Linked DNA regions of Hordeum vulgare: region 2 is linked to region 1. A link is a contact called in public Hi-C data. All regions are on one chromosome and are shown on one strand. Each heading gives the region's core, a stretch centred on a gene start, on an enhancer-like site or on the middle of the called end of the contact. The rest is flanking DNA. Distances are from core to core; before and after follow the strand shown.

What was found. Hi-C and Micro-C count contacts between places; a contact is called where the count stands out from the background.
Region 2: a Hi-C map of leaf shows a contact between it and region 1, with 5 times the contacts expected there. The contact joins the enhancer-like site here to the promoter of LOC123411956 in region 1. A contact is called at or near these places in 3 of 6 Hi-C or Micro-C datasets (leaf and seedling) and 1 of 1 datasets of contacts at active chromatin or transcription factors (embryo).

What each region holds. Positions count from the first base shown.
Region 1 is chr7H:234,553,586-234,557,032 of MorexV3_pseudomolecules_assembly, forward strand. It overlaps LOC123411956 (protein SHI RELATED SEQUENCE 1-like), which reads right to left and starts at 1,807. Exons shown (of 2, transcript XM_045104917.1): 1 at 1,031-1,807; 2 at 220-855. The coding sequence starts at 1,562. The coding sequence ends at 470.
Region 2 is chr7H:234,991,853-234,995,299 of MorexV3_pseudomolecules_assembly, forward strand. No RefSeq gene overlaps it. Among protein-coding and RNA genes, the nearest start is that of LOC123408494, 160 kb to the right of the region's middle. Within about 2 kb of position 1,694, at least 2 of the 3 cell types and tissues checked have open chromatin away from gene starts, as enhancers often do. A contact at or near this core is called in leaf, where this site is marked.

The DNA.
Region 1 (3,447 bases), core at 557-3,056:
CAGGATTAGAAGCTACCTAGCTAGTAGGTACCTAGTAGGAGTAGTATTAGGAGCAAAGGAAATGCAACCAGAACTGTAGTAAGACACGGCCAGGGACAGCATCATCGGCAACATTGATGCAAACCAGCATGAGAGAGAGAGAGAGGGGGGCGGAGAGACATGACTGAAGTAGTATGTCAATCAAACCATTCTCTATCAAGGCAAAGCGGGCAGCCAAACTAATCAACTATCAGATTTCAATTTTTAATCATTGATTGTTCCCTAGCTAGTTCCAGCTTTATTAGCTGACTTGACCTGATGAACTTAAGAGAACCATGGCATCAATTTATGTATGCATCGACAAGATCAATGGAAGCTAGCGATCATGTCGATCGACCCCAGCAGCGGCGGCAGCATCTACGAGTTTCAGAGTTAATGGTAAAGCGAACCAAGGCATGGCGTGTGAGGAGCACGACGAGGTGGCCTTTGATCACCTCGGGTGGTGGCCGTGGAAGAATGGCGCGCCGCCGTAAGCACCGTACGGGCCGGGCGTGGGATACGGGTCCATGACCACAGCCGATGATGACACGGCGGCGGCACCCGTAGATCCGCTGCCTCCTTCGGCGCCGCCAGCAGCTGCCGTGCTCGGGGAGGAACCTTCGGCGGCGTGGTGTCCTGTGCGGGTGATGGAGGTGTCTGGGCCTACGTCGTGCAGGATGCCCTTGAAGACATGGCCGCCGATGCTGACGGCGGTCTGGTACGCCACCTCGGCGTCGGCTTCGTCAACCGGGCCCAGCCGCACACAGCGGAACACAGCCTCTGAGCTCACCTCCCGCGGGAACCTGTCGGCCGCCATCATCTGCTGCTGATGCTCCCCTAATTAATCAACAATTCAAAACACTGGTTTCATCAAGCTCACGGTCTGTCCGAGCTCTTCTGAGCTGAGCTGTACAAAAAGGAAAGAGAAATAGCCAGCTAGTGTGGGTGCAGCCGTCCCACAATATATATTGTGGCTGTGGGACGGAGGAAGTAGATTATAAGAAGAGAGTACCTGAAGAAGTAGTGGTAGGGGTGGTGGAGGAGGGTTGGCCGCCTTCCCGAGGGCGCTTGAACTGCTCGGCGGAGGCCTGCGGCTGCTGGTGATGTCGCTCGCGGCGGCGGGCGGCAGGCACCCACGTGGACTTGACGTGGGTGGCACAGTCGAAGCCGCGGCTCTTGCAGCAGGTGCGGCAGCGCATGTGGGGGCAGTCCTTCTTGGCCTGGTTGCCGCAGTCCTGGCAGCTGATTGTGCCAGCGCCAGACCCTCTCCCCCCACCCCGCGACGAAGACCCGGAGGCGGCCGGGTCATCGGCGAAGCGGATGATGCTGGAGGAGGGGCCGCCGTAGAACGGGTGCTGCTGCTGCTCGTGCTGCGGCTGCCCCTGCCATAGCTGGAAGCCGCCACGCGATGGGGTGGTGGCGTAGAGGAAGGCGGCCGCGGAGGAGGAAGATGCGGAGGGGTTGATGCCGGGAGGGTGGCTGCCGTCGTCGTCGCGTGCGCCGCGGCTGTGGTGGCCTCCTCCGCCTAGAGGGAATCCCGCCATGCGCCCAGATCCATAGATCGCGGCTGTATCGCCCGGCCTCTACTGTCTAGGCCCGAGTCCCCGCGGCATGCGTGAAAAATCTGCGCCTGGCAGCAGCTACGCGCCTCCTCGTCTCTGATGCCTCGGCGCGGCAGCTTGATCGAGCTGCTGCTGCCTTGTGCGTGCTGCGGCTAGTGGTAGCTGGCTGGTGTGCGACCGCGCGCGGTGGGTTAAATTTTTGGCTTGTCTGCGCGTACGGTGGGGGTGGGGTGGGGGTGGGGGTGGAGAGGACGGGGGTGGACGGAGGCAGCTTTTTGGGGGAGAGGAGAGTGATGGAGGAAAGGGAAGGGAGAGAGTTAAGATAGGGGAAGGAGGCGACAGAGAGGGCCTGCCACGCCGCCAACGAGCCTGCTGCACTCCCCATTTATTTCCTCTCTCGCCCGGGTTGCCTCGCCGTCTCGCTCTCTACCTTTGATTCTCTGATGGCGCTATGAGCTTCGGAAAACAAAACACACGTCGCTGTTGCAAAAACAAATGAAAACAGTTGCGGTGCAGCGAAACAAAACAATTGCTTGGAAAGTAGTAATTCTACGAAAACGGGCCTCTTTTCTTTTATTTTGAGACCCTATTATTTTCAAAACTGGAAGATGACCCGTTTCGGGAGAAATGGAGGGAAGAAAGCCCTAGGAAAGCATGGAAGACCAAAAATTCAGTTTAAACCAAACTTTTTTAACATTACAATCGAAGTCGCTAATATGCACACACATACACTCACCCCTATAAATACACGCACGCACATCATACTCTTATGATCACCTACAAAAAATTAAACCGACATAACATCTTTAGATTGTATAAGGAGGAGTGGATTTTGATTGGCACTCTTTACCACCCAGGGATAGATCGGGTGGAATCTTACTTGGGGTTAAGTGTGAAACTTTATAGGTGATGAGTGTGGTTTATGGCGAGTTTACGGTCAAATTTCGTGTGAGGTCGAAAATTGATGGTTTCAGGTAGGCTCTGGTGGCCGTATATGGGGCGGCGCAACCGGAGCTCAAATCTAATTTTCCCGCTGATCTAGTAAGAATTTATGGAGATGAAACAATGCCAGTTATGGTGGGGGAGATTTTAATATTATTAGAAGATAAAATGAAAAAAACAATGATAACTTCAATGCACGGTGGTCACGATTTGAGGGAGATTGACCTCACTCGTAGACAATTCATATTGGCGAACTCATTACGGGTACCAACATATGAGAAGTTGGACCGGGTATTGACCAGTGTCGAGTGGGAGCAGAAGTACCCGCTGGTTTCAGTACGGGCTTTACAAAGATCTATCTCAGACCACACACCTCTCATAGAGGGATGCCAACTATGCGGGAATTTTTTTTCTCTTTTGAGCTAAGTTGGTTTGAAAGAGAAGGATTCATGGATCTCATGCTAACGGATGGGCTAGGGATTCGGGTGGATCTACGAATATAGAAATATGGCAAAACAAAATCCGAAACTTGTGCCGGTTCTTGAGAGGATGGGCGAAAAATCAGAGCGGTATATATAAAAAAGAAAAAGAAAGACTCATTCGTCTGATTGATGAATTAGATGTGAAAGCTGAGTCTCCTCAGCTCAATCTGACTGATAGGAATAACAAAATTGAAGCTGAGAAGAATTTGCAAAAGTTACTGAGAGAGGAGGAGATTAAATGGGCACTTCGAGCTAAGGTGACAAAGGTGGTACATGGGGACGATAACACATAATTCTTTCACATGATTGCAAATGGCAAACATCGAAAGAAAAAATTAACCCAAATAGAGAAAGATGAAGGAACAATAGTAGGTCACGAGAATTTAAAGATATATATATATCTGAATACTACAAGAAATTATTTGGTGCACCCGAGGAGACTT
Region 2 (3,447 bases), core at 444-2,943, 440 kb after region 1:
ATTGCACCTATAAAAGAGTTGGGAGAGAGTTCTTTCAATTTCCCTTTTTACTGGTGTGTCCCACCTATAAGAGAGAAAGAGGAGGAGACTGTGTTTTGTCATGAATGTTGTTAGCCCAAGGGCATTTTGGACAAAGAAAACAGTCAAGCCACTTTGATCGAATGAAAAAAACAAAGAGCATTTTTATAAGGAGACTAGATGGAAGAGGGCAGAGTTGAACATTGTTAAGAATTCGAGATAAATTTGAGTAGTATGATCGAGCTAGGGACACAAATGTAATTGTTCCTTAAAATTGCTCATACATTTAAAGAAAATTCCCATGCACTACAAAAATATTCATGTTGACCAAGATTTTTTCATTTAAAATATGTTCATATGTTTAAAAATATTCATGCATTTAGGATTTTGTTTAGAAAAGTACAGTAAAATAATGTCTAAAATATATATTCATTCAAAACATGTTAATGTATTGGAGAAGAAAACATGAAGAGGCGAGAAAGTCAAAGAATAATGAACAAATAAATGGAAAACTAGAGCAGAACCAAGGGGGGTTGGGGGGGGGGGAGTGGGGGGATAGAAAGAACAGAAGGAAATCAAACAAACTTAAAACTAAATAACCCCTACAAGGCCGATGCGTATACCAGCTGCATGTGCGATATAGCTATTATAAGTCAGCTGATGCTATTTCATACCCGTAGGCGTCGAACGTATGGCACGACGCCCACGAGCAACGCGAATTAGGCCGGCCCACCTTGCGCTGCTCCAGTATTTTTCAGTTTCCTGTTGATGCTTTTTGGATTTTGTTTTCACATTGTTCCTTTTATTGTGTTGTTGCTTGTTTTTATTAATTTCTGTTTTGATTCTTCTTTTCGTTTCTCTTGTTGTTTCATTTTGCAGCATTGCTGCAACTTTGTTTTGGTTTCGGTTGTGCTTTTTGCTTCGGTTTTTTGGATTTTTTTTTCTTTTTTCTTTTCATTTTTATTTTTAGTCATACTGATATTTTAATAAACTACTAACTTTTTTTATGGATAGTGAACATTTTGCTAAAACATGGTGAATATTAATTCAATACATCTTGAATAATATTGCAATACAAGCATTTTTAAACATGGTTTCTCGAGGTCTTTTCTTTTGAGACATTTATAACATTTCCTAATACATGATTGACTATTTTAATAGACATTGCTCATTTTGTTAAACGTGGGAAACATTAATTTATTACACTGTTAACATTTTTGTTACACGACAAACATTTTCTTGATTCATTGGAGACATTTTGTTAAACATGGTGAACAAGTTTTTAATACATGATGAATAATTTCTTCTACACCACGTATATAGTTTAAAAAATGTTGAATGCTGTTTTTAGTGTATAATGATTTTTAGAAAGAAAATACTTGAAGAACTTTTATTTAAATACACAATGAATGATTTAGTATGTTTAAGCACTATATCCCTTTGTTCAAAAATACTTGTTGTAGTTTTATTTCAATTTAAACTAAAACCACATACCGTATTTCGGAACGAAGGAGTAGATAACCAAAACAGAATCACTAAAATGCAACTATACCACGAGCTCTCATAAACAATAACAAGACGTGCGCTGGGAATCCACGACGACCTAAACTGGGCCGGCGCCCCATCAATTAATAAAGTGTGTGCCATCCCTCACACGGACCCATATCAAGGGAGATCCTATTGGACGCATTCTGTGTCAAATAGCTCCAACTTCGCACACAGGTGCGTACTTGCGGGCATTTCTGGGTCGCGTCGCTGTTTTCCGGTCGTTTCCCGCGAGTTGTTCCCGAGAGCTGTTTCCCGCGTCGCTATTTCAACTATTTCATGTGCGTCGTTGTGTTCCTGTTCTCCTGGTCCTGCTGTAATACCATTCCCTGCTGTTCTATTGTTCCCTGATGTTTTACCAGGAATTTCACTGTTTCGTACAAAATTTATACCAGGAGTTTCATAATCTACCTACCCGCAAGCAGTAACACACAAATTTCATTGTTTGTTGGGAAAGTGCTTGTATAGTTTTTTTAAAAAAATATGAAAACGAACAAATGTTGAATTTCCCACCATTTTTAAAACAATAATATTTTTTTAAACGGAAAACAAATTTGAAAGCGCAAACAATTTTTTAAAGCACGAACATTTTTTGAAATCTTGAAAACAAATTTTCAAACCCAGAACAAATTTTAAAAATCGAGAACAAATTCAGAAGCGCAGACAATTTTTTAAAGCACGAACTTTTTTTTAATCTTTAGAACTAAATTCTAAAATGGAGAACAATTTTGAAAACCGGCGAACAAATTTGAAAGACTGAACAAATTTTTAAAGCGGAACATTTTTTGAATCTTGAGAAGAAATTTTGAAACCGAGAACAATTTTGAAAAGTCCTGAACAAATTTGGAAGCACGGACAACTTTTTAAAGCAAAAACATTTTTGAATCTTGAGAACAAAATTTTGAAATGGAGATTTTTTTAAAAAAACCCCGAACAAAATTGAAAGCGTGAACAAATTTTAAAAACGCTAATAGAATATTGAGAACAAATTTTAAAACTGAGAACAATTTTGAAAAATTATGAACAAATTAGGAAGCGCAAACAATTTTTTAAAGTACAAACATTTTTTGAATCTTAAGAGCAAAATTTTGAAACGGAGAACAATTATGAAAAACCCCGAACAAATTTGGAAGCGTGAAATTTTTTTTAAAAGAGAACATTTTTTGGTCTTGAGAACTAAATTTTGAAACGGATAACAATTTTGAAAAACACTGAACAAATTTTATAGAGCGAACACATTTTTAAAGCACAAATATTTTTTGAATCTTGAGAACAAATTTTGAAACCGATAACAATTTTGAAAGTCCTGAACAAGTTTGGAAGCGCGAGAAATTTTTTAAAGCACGAAGATTTTTTCAATCTAGCGAACATAATTTTGAAACAAAGAACAATTTCGAAAAACCCCGAACAAATTTGGAACCACGAACAATTCTTTAAAGTACGAACATTTTCTGAACCTTCAAAAGAAATTTTGAAAACGAAAACAAATTTGAATGTTTAGAATAAACTTCGAAACTGATAACAATTTTTTGAAAATATAGAGTATTTTATTAAAATTGAGAACAATTTTTAAAAATCCAAAACATTTTTTGAAAACTATAACATTTTTTGAACCAGAAACAGAAAAGAAAAAAAGAAACAGAAAAGCAAAAAGAAAAAAAATAACGGTTCAAGAAACGTTCTAAAAGTTTCACAACAAGAAAAAAAACGGCTAGGAACGAAGGTTCCCAAAACCGGGTCATTGAAACCCGCTAAATGGGCCAGCTCATTTAAAATCGCACTCCTTCACAATCTATATGAAGCCCCGACACCACTTCGCACAGAGCGGCGAATAAGATATTCCCCGTATCAAGGCTACATGTCGTCCGTATTCATTCATTATAC